Linked DNA regions of Mus musculus: regions 2 and 3 are each linked to region 1. The links are chromatin contacts, called in public promoter capture Hi-C maps. All regions are on one chromosome and are shown on one strand. The core of a region is the stretch at or near the end of the contact, and the rest is flanking DNA. Distances in the headings are between cores, read along the strand shown. Region 1 holds the start of Mob3c (MOB kinase activator 3C). Region 2 holds the start of Elovl1 (elongation of very long chain fatty acids (FEN1/Elo2, SUR4/Elo3, yeast)-like 1). Region 3 holds the start of Kdm4a (lysine (K)-specific demethylase 4A).

Evidence for each region. Promoter capture Hi-C pulls out the DNA fragments that hold promoters and counts their contacts. Capture Hi-C pulls out chosen DNA fragments and counts their contacts.
Region 2: a promoter capture Hi-C map of pre-B cells shows a contact between it and region 1, with 6 times the contacts expected there. The contact joins the promoter of Elovl1 here to the promoter of Mob3c in region 1. A contact is called at or near these places in 3 of 39 promoter capture datasets (erythroid cells, liver and pre-B cells), 1 of 484 Hi-C or Micro-C datasets (CD8 T cells) and 3 of 9 other capture datasets (adipose tissue, liver and macrophages).
Region 3: a contact with region 1 is called in a promoter capture Hi-C map of adipose tissue, with 3 times the contacts expected there. The contact joins the promoter of Kdm4a here to the promoter of Mob3c in region 1. A contact is called at or near these places in 1 of 484 Hi-C or Micro-C datasets (CD4 T cells) and 2 of 9 other capture datasets (adipose tissue and liver).

The regions. Positions count from the first base shown.
Region 1 is chr4:115,826,693-115,829,448 of GRCm38.p6, forward strand. Mob3c (MOB kinase activator 3C) reads left to right here and starts at 1,388. Exons shown (of 4, transcript NM_175308.5): 1 at 1,388-1,549.
Region 2 is chr4:118,426,711-118,429,466 of GRCm38.p6, forward strand. It overlaps Elovl1 (elongation of very long chain fatty acids (FEN1/Elo2, SUR4/Elo3, yeast)-like 1), which reads left to right and starts at 1,383. Exons shown (of 8, transcript NM_019422.3): 1 at 1,383-1,505.
Region 3 is chr4:118,178,701-118,181,456 of GRCm38.p6, forward strand. It overlaps Kdm4a (lysine (K)-specific demethylase 4A), which reads right to left and starts at 1,343. Exons shown (of 22, transcript NM_001161823.1): 1 at 1,193-1,343.

The sequences.
Region 1 (2,756 bases), core at 138-2,637:
CCTTGGCCTTCTGTGGTACTTACTTTTTATGCTGTAACAAAATACTAAGGAAAAGCTTTTTGTTTTGGCTCACAGTTTGAGAGTGCAGTCCACCATGGTAGGGAAAGTATGTCAAGACAGGCTCTAAGCTGTGACAGCAAGAGTCTGGAACAGTGGTGAAGAAATGGAGGTGGATGGACACCTGTGCTCTATTGGCTCCCCCACCCTCACCCACCTTTCTGTTAGTTTAGTTCAGGATGGCAGGAGACACATTCAAGGAGAGCCAGTCCTCCTCAGTTAAACAACCCCTTGGGAATACACACTCCCAGAGAGGCGACTCCTTGGTAGTTCCGAAGCTAGTGAAGCTAACAATGAAGGTTAACCATAGCACTCACCTAGTAGAACTCTGTCTTCAACCTCCTCACCCTAGGCAGATCCTGCAGACAGGTTCCTGGGGCCAAGCCATGGTATGCATTGAGCACTGATGTGGGATAGCAGCCTGTTTCCAGGGGAGGAATCTAGGTAGAAGAGTGGGTAGTGTAGATCAAGTATGCAAAGGTTTGGAGCCAGATGGAACAGGCTGGGAGAGAAGCCATTCTAAAGAACAACAGAGACAAAGGAAGATAGGAAATGGGTAACTTTGGATGGTGTGAGAGTCTACAGAACCAGAACCAGGTGCAAGGAAGGCGAGGTCTTCTTTGAACATTCTTTGGGAATGTTTCTGTCTGGACTGACCCAGTCCACGGCTCCCATACGTGTGCTATTCATTTAAGTGTTTGGTTGTTTTGGTTTGGTTTGGTTTGGTTTTGGTTTTGGTGTTTTGTTTTGTTTTGTTTTGTTTTGTTTTGTTTTGTTTTGTTTTTAAGAGAGAGAGAGACCATCTTACCACCTAGCCCTGGCTAGCCTGGCTGGCTAGCAGCCTGGAACTCAAAGATTTGCCTGCCTCTACCTCGCTAGTGTTGAAATTAAAGACATGCGCCATCCACCAGCAGCAGCCTCCAGTGGTGGGTTTTGAGTTGCTCTGTATGGCAGTGGACTGAAGCTGAACACATTGGCTGCTAGGAACTTTTATTGAATTCAAAGACAAGTGAAGCTCAGATAACTGCAGGAGGGCTAGGAAACCATTCAAACCACAGCGGTTTTTCTTTCTGCTTCAGGCGGAAGCTAAACTTGTTCCCATTCTACAGCCTATGAATCTGAGGCTATCTCCTTAGGGAAGATCCAGGCGGTCCTTTGGGGCGGCTCCTCAGTTAGTCCTTTGCCCTCGGGGAGACAGCGAGCCCGATCGGACTTCCCACTTCCCGGAAAGGCTAAAGAGAAGAGTAAGTATCCTGGGACGGGGGAGTCCCTTTCCCCGCCCCTCCCCGCCCCGTGGCCGCGGCGTGGCTGAGCCTGGGGCGGAGCTGGCGTCTCCTCGAGCACTGGCGGCGGGACGGCGGCCGCGGCCCAGATCAGACTGGTGGGTAGACGCTGAGACCCGCACGGCGGGATCACAGGCCGGAGGACGACCGGCGCGTTGCGGTGTGGCCGCAGGGACAGAGACCCGGAGCTGTCCACTCAGGCGGAGCGGGTGAGTGAGCGCCGCGTCTCCGCGCCCCCCAGGGCCCAGTCTTGCTTCCACTTTTAGTTCTTCTTGGTCCTCGCGTGGCACCTTCTGGAAGCGACTCCGGCCCAAAAGCAGGCTGGCCACAGTCCTCAGCCCAGGGTCCGAGGCTCTCAGTGTCCGAAGTCCGGGGTGGGGGTGGCGGTAGCTGGCGGTGGTGGGGGGCGTGTCTTCAGGAGCGGAAATGTCAGGCTGGCTCCTCTGGGTCCTAGGACCTGTTTGGCCCTAACAGCTGAAGCTAAGGGGAGGTTCTTAGGAGCTCGCGGGAGGTAGGGGCGGGTCTGGCTGGACAGCGCTGCGTCTGTCGCTCCCTCTTTCTCTGAGAATCTCAAACTTAGATCTTGTCCCGCAGGGCGTGCTAGGCTAGATTCTGAGTTCAAACTGGGACCATCTTCTGGCTGATTCTAAGCCAGACTAAGGAAGGAGCAGGTGTGTCCCTGGCAGGGGACGAGGTAAGACAAACAGGCAGTGTCAGTCAGCCTGTGCTCTTCATCTAGGAAGATTAAATGCTTGGTCACGGAGTAAGCAAACCACTGACCACCTACCTAGTAATTAAAGTGGGGGGTCCACAGGGAAGAGGAAGAGAGGCTCCGTGTGAGGCTGGGAGAGGATAGTGCTAACAGACGGGATGCCCTCTTAGCTTACCTTCCGTACTCACCTCCAAGTTTACTCTTTCTAGGAAAAGTCCTGGGGCCTAAAGTTCTATACTAAGGAGGTGGGGCCTCTCTACTCCCTTCCTTCACAATTATCTATATCAGGCCAGTGGCCAGACAGCAGGAAAGGGACACTTTGTACCTTGTCATAGGCTGAGTCCCTTTTTATACCAGTCCCCTACTTCTAACTTGCTGTGCAAATTCAGGCTCCTCAAATCCTCCTCCTAGGCCTCAGTTTCGCCATCTGTTCATGTGGGACGTACCACTTGACCTCTCAGCTATCCCAACGTGTGTGTGTATGTGTGTGTGTGTGTGTGTGTGTGTGTGTGTGTGTGTGGTGCTGTGGGTATATGAAGATGGGCATGCAGAGATGGAGGCCCAGAGCTGATATCAGTTCTTTCCCCCTCACTTTTCATTTATTGAGAGGCAAGATTTACTTTCAAAACTTAATTACATTTATTTATGTGTGTCCACACACTTGCTCATGCATGCACGTATGAGCTCGGGAACACACACATTTA
Region 2 (2,756 bases), core at 133-2,632, 2.6 Mb after region 1:
AGCTTTTGGATCCACCACAGATGTTCACTGGAGAGAAAGCTGCTGACATTTGATGGCTGGAGTTCAGGCTATGGCTTGAGAATGACATTTCAGGGACATGGGGGTCTAGTATACAATGATACAGAAGCTGGGTTTGGAAGTAAATTCTCTGCTGGTTGTTTTTTTTTTTTTTTTTTTTTTTTTTTTGGTCAAGAGTAGGTGCTAACAGGTAAACAGGTAATCTAAAGAATGCTGAAAACTATACTCTGGCCTTCATCTCTTATCAATGCCTAGGTAACCAAATCCACCAATTATGAACCTATTATCCTTCCTAGCCACTGCCTCTTCTAAATTCCTCAACTCTCTGCCTACTTACATCATCCAGTTGTCCAAGCTGTAATTGAGTCTTTATAGGAAAGACAGATTTCATGCCATGCAATAGTTGGACTATCTGGTGCTGGGGTGGGTGGGTGGTGGTACTGAATTGACATCTAACTCCTCCCCCACCCCTACCCCTGCAACGTTGTCTGGCTTTCCCAACCCCATCTGTTACCTCTTCAGACCAGCTGTTTTCCTCTCACCTGGTCTCTCTAGTACCTTGTACCTGGGTTATAAGTTATGTTAGTGTGGGGAGCAGAGCTTAATGTGGTTTCGCTCACTGTAGATGGCCAGTAAATGTCTGACAGATGAGATGAGCTGCCTCAAAATTCTTGTTTTCTTCTGCTTCTAGAATAAGTCAGGCAGCCTCATTTGGCCTCCAAGATCTACTACATTGAACCACAGCCAATTTCACTTGCTACCCCCACCCCCACCCCCTTTCACTACCTTGAAGGCCAGTTTAGACAGTGATTCACAGTTCTTGCCTGGGGCCACTTGTATTCTCCCATCTCCGTTCCAGGAAATCCTCTCTGTGCCTCCTAAAGCTAGGACTCATCCAAGTTTATAGGCTCTGAGAAGCATGGTGGTGGCCGACTGCTGCCTCCCGCTAAAGCCTCCCGCCACCCCAATCAGCCCTTAGTAGGCACAGCTGGCCCTCCTCTTCCAGGAAAAGCCTTGAGGGAACGGTTGAACCCTGGAAATTTCCCGTAATCATAAGCCGCGACTGTCACAAAGCAGACAGGAGATGAGTGGGTCCTCATGCTGGACTGGACAGAGGACCACGAATGGGGCCATGCAGGCTGAACCTCAAGAAGAAGCTGGGTGCGGGCCAAGCCATAGTCATCGGCGGGACAGGCTGAGAGATGCGAAGGAAGGGGTGGAGAGCTGGGGCTGGGTGTGCTTCCTGCCCCGGGATCTGGCGACCCGCCCCTGCTCCCGCCCTGGCGGCCAGGCAGGCGCTGGACGGCCCCTCCTGCCTCGGCCAGCCGCCCAATCAGCAGGCGCCCCCCGCCCGGCCCGCCCCCTCCCCCTCTGGTGACAGAAAGTCGGCCCAGCAGATGAGGAAGTGGCCGGCAGGCGGCCCTGGGGACTTCTCTCCGGCCCTGATCCCTTTGAACCCTTCACTGCTGCCCGCCTGGTTTCCACTGGTGAGTGTGTACCTTCCATGGCTCCCCACGTGCCAGCGCCCCCTGCCTGGCTGGCCAGGCTAGCCCTGCCCTGCCTGCCTTGCCCTGCCCTGCCCAGGCTGTGGGCGAGGCTGTTCCTGGGGCGAGTGGGTGGGAGGTCCCAGGCACTGGGGCTGGGCCTGCCCACAGGATCCCTCCCCGGCACCTTGGCCCCTGACCCCCATTTGCTCACACCTAGTTCTTTTTCAGCACCTCCTGGCCTTCCACCCTTTGCCCACTCCTCTCTTTTCCCTTCCTGCCCCATGCCGGTGCCCTTTTTCTTTTCCATCCATCTTAAGGGAACTGGCTCTGTTTCACTGCGGGAGGGGGGTGGTGCGCACCCGGGTTTCCCTCAAACTTAGGGAGAGATCCTCAGAAGTCTGGACTCCCTCTTGCCCTCTGGGTCACTGTGTATCTCCCGGTGTTAAGTGGTGGTGAAGGGCGAGTGAATTGGAGGAGGTGGTTGAGGGAGGAGATAAGGAACTGGCAAGCTCACGTGTGTCAGAGCACATGCCTAAGTGCTAGGCCCCACTCCAACATAAGCCACCAACCAAAGTCTAACTGTAGGAAGAAATGAGTGTCACTCACCAGAGAGCTGTGTGTGCAGAAGGGAGGTGTGGGTGAAGATGTACCCATGCCTGGTCAGCTGTATGTCCCGCGGTTAATGCAATCCCTGACAGGTGTGAAGTTTAGGAGCCTGGCATGTCCGAGTCCAGTAGGGAGGCCTGTTTGGGTGATGTGGTCAACAAGATATGCCTGGACTGTGTGTGGATGTATGCTGGCTAGCTCCTGGCGCGGTATGCATGTCTCTGGGGGTGGTTGAGAGCGGTGTGATGAAGGTACATATTACTGTGTGAGAGCGTGGATGTGGATGGTAGAACTCAAGCCCCAAGGCTGGAGATTGATGGAGAGCAGCTGGAGCACTCCGCTTGTTGGGCAATTGCCGGAGTCCTCTGGGACAAAGTCCTAGGCTCTCCTGGGTCTAGGCTAAATTTTTGTATCCCTATAAACTTTCCCTTGGCATTCCTTCCAACTTTGAGGAGGAGGGGACCTAGCCCATGAGGCTCCCTCCCAGAAGAGGGAAAGATTCCTGAGACCTCCCCCACTCTCCCACCTCCTCACATACCACTGGTGTCCTCACCCCTCCCTGGTAGGGAAGGGTGATGCCCATTCTAAAGTAGGACAAACTAAGAATTCATGGCTGGTTTGGGAGAGAATGCTGGGTGTGGATTT
Region 3 (2,756 bases), core at 93-2,592, 2.4 Mb after region 1:
AACTCTTGGGTTTCCATTCCACTCCAAGGGAGGGATTTCTGGCTAGGCATTTTTCATTAACTTTGCATAAAAGATATACTGTTATCCCTGCTTTACATACCAGGAAATGTATCCAAAGTGCCCCCTCTAAAGCATCTTCTACCACTTTCTGCTACCTCAGCTCTAATACTTACATGAACTAAGACTTCTCTGAAAGTGTGGAGGAACTTGAAGCCTATTCAATTTAGGAGACTTTTCCTTTTAAAAGGAAATTTTCAATATATTCTACTTTTGAAATTTTTACAAAAAGGTATCATAAATATCAGACTGGGGCTCCTCCCCTGGGCTTCAAAGGTGGTCACAATGTTGCTTCATCTGCCTCTAGCTCTGTTTATCTTTGTGTGTCCAGAAGCTAGAACAATGCTCGCCACAAAGTAGGCACTCAGTAACTGCTGAATAACTCATATCCTCTGCTCACTTTAGCGGATCATCCCATTACTTTAACTCTAGGGTTCCATTCCCGCGATCTATTCCCTTGGGGAAATCTGGTCTGGGGCACCTTCCCGTCCGCCTTCAGCAACAAAGCAAAGAGTACCGGGAGCTAAACCTTCGGCTCTAGAGTGAAAACTCTGAATACCGGTCTGATCTCTGTCACTTTTTAACACCTTGGCTGTGTGAATGGACTGGATGAGTCTCAGTTTCTCCACCTGCAAAATGGGGACCCCAAACCCCTGCCTTGATGGATCGTATGATTAACTTAGATGATGCAAGCGAGCCCTAAACGCTAGGCCCGGTAAGCACTCCATAAAGGCAGCTGTTGCTAACAGTGACCTGAAACTCCCGCACTCTCCGCCCCCGCAGCCACCCCCGCGGCATCCCTCCAAAGGCAGCCCGGTTCCCAGTGTCCCCACACACCACTTACAGACACTGCCCCTCCCGGCCCCACCGCCTAGGCGAGGGAGGCCCGGCCGCAGGAAGAAGAAAATAAGGCCCAGTGGGCCCGCCCCCCTCTCCCGACGCCCATTGGCCACTAGAGATTGGAAAGAACCAATCGCAAAACTTATTTTAGAAGCTCCTTTCTCTATTGCTCAAACCCCATGTCGATCACAGAGCACAGAAAGACCCACCTCACCACCCTCCCCCACTGGAGCTCACGGCCAAGGGTTTTGGCAGCATCAACCCCTTGGGGAATCCAAAACCCGATGGCTCTCACCTGGAGCCTAAAGCCCTAGCAGGGCTCAGGCCCGATTGCTGTTGTCGCCACTCGCCGATCCCACTGTCTTTCTTGAGGGCGAAAGACAGAGCTCCGCCTCCTTTAAAGTCTGACTCTGCGCAGCCTCACAGAGCCCATAGTCAACCAACCCAAGAATGGCTTTAGGTCCTCAGCTAACCAATGAACACTCACTACACCGACTCGGCGTCTGGAACTACGAGTCCGCTTAGCCTATGAGCGTCGTCTCGAGCTGTTGCCAGGAGAAAACGCTGAGCCTCCGGGGACTGGGGCCACTGAGCATCAGGGCTGGATCCAGAGTTAGCCTATCAGAGGCTGACTCAGATCTCCATAGTTAAGCTGGGTAGAAAGAAGCGAATACCCTGAAATGGGCTAGCCGGTTATGGGGAAGGGCGAGCAGGTGGTTATAGGATGTTTCTAGCGAAAGGATAAGCCTAATTTTCTTGGAGTAACTCCTTTGCCTAAGATATAAAGGCGATGGAAGACCTCCGGGAAAGTTTCTAAAGTCAAGGAGTTCAGAGAACGTGACCAGCATGTCCAAGTTTGCCCAGTACTCTCAGTTTGACTCTCTTCTCTAAGAAGCCCCTCGCCTGCTGGCAAGGCGGGTTAGGTAAAGATCTGCTCCAGGAGAAGGAGCCCTGGGGGGTCATTAGGACAGATCCTGAAGGAAGATATCCCTGAGGCTTTTTAAAAGCGGCTCCCCTTGAGCGAAAATTTGGGGTCATTAGCAGCTCTTGGAGCGAACAGGGTGATTCTAAGAATCATTAAAGGCACTTCAGGGGGCCGAACAGGATCCCTAGAAGTCATTAGGAGCAGTTCCTGAGAGGCTGTGAGCAGCCTTAAGGAGTTCCCAGATTGTCAAGGACGATGAAGAAAGAGAGGTTAACACCCTTATAAGTCAAATAAGGAGGAGAACTCACTAGGGCATAAAACATGAGCAAAATTCCCGATAGCACCGGGAAGAAGAGTTGTATTGTGTTTGAACTGCTTTCAAAACCAACCCTTCGGTACAGAGAGATGACTGAGAGGAAAGGCACAAGTCTTATGATCTGAGGTAAGCTGTTGAAGGAGAGAATCAATACAAGTTCACAAGATGTCCTCTGACTTTAGTGGATTGCAGTGTCACCGCCGCCACAAACACACTAAATAAATAGGTTAAAAAAAAAAAAAGTAAGCTGGGCGGTGGTGGCACATGCCTTTAATCCTAGCACTTGGGAGGCAGAGGCAGGCAGATTTCTGAGTTTGAGGCCAGCCTGGTCTACAAAGTGAGTTCCAGGACAGCCAGAGCTATACAGAGAAACCCGGTCTCAAAAAATACCAAAAAAAAAAAAAAAAAAAAGTTTTTAAACAACTTCTCGTCCATGCCTGGATTTTTCAAGGGGAACAAATTCAGGAGAGTTGAGATGGATGGCAAGAGTTTACCAATGTTAACTAAAAGGAGATACTTCATAGAATGCTATGGGTTAAATATCTAGGCACATATCTGATGAAAAGGGTGCTTTAAAAAAAATGAGAGGCCAGCCTGGAATAGGTAGTTCCAGGATAA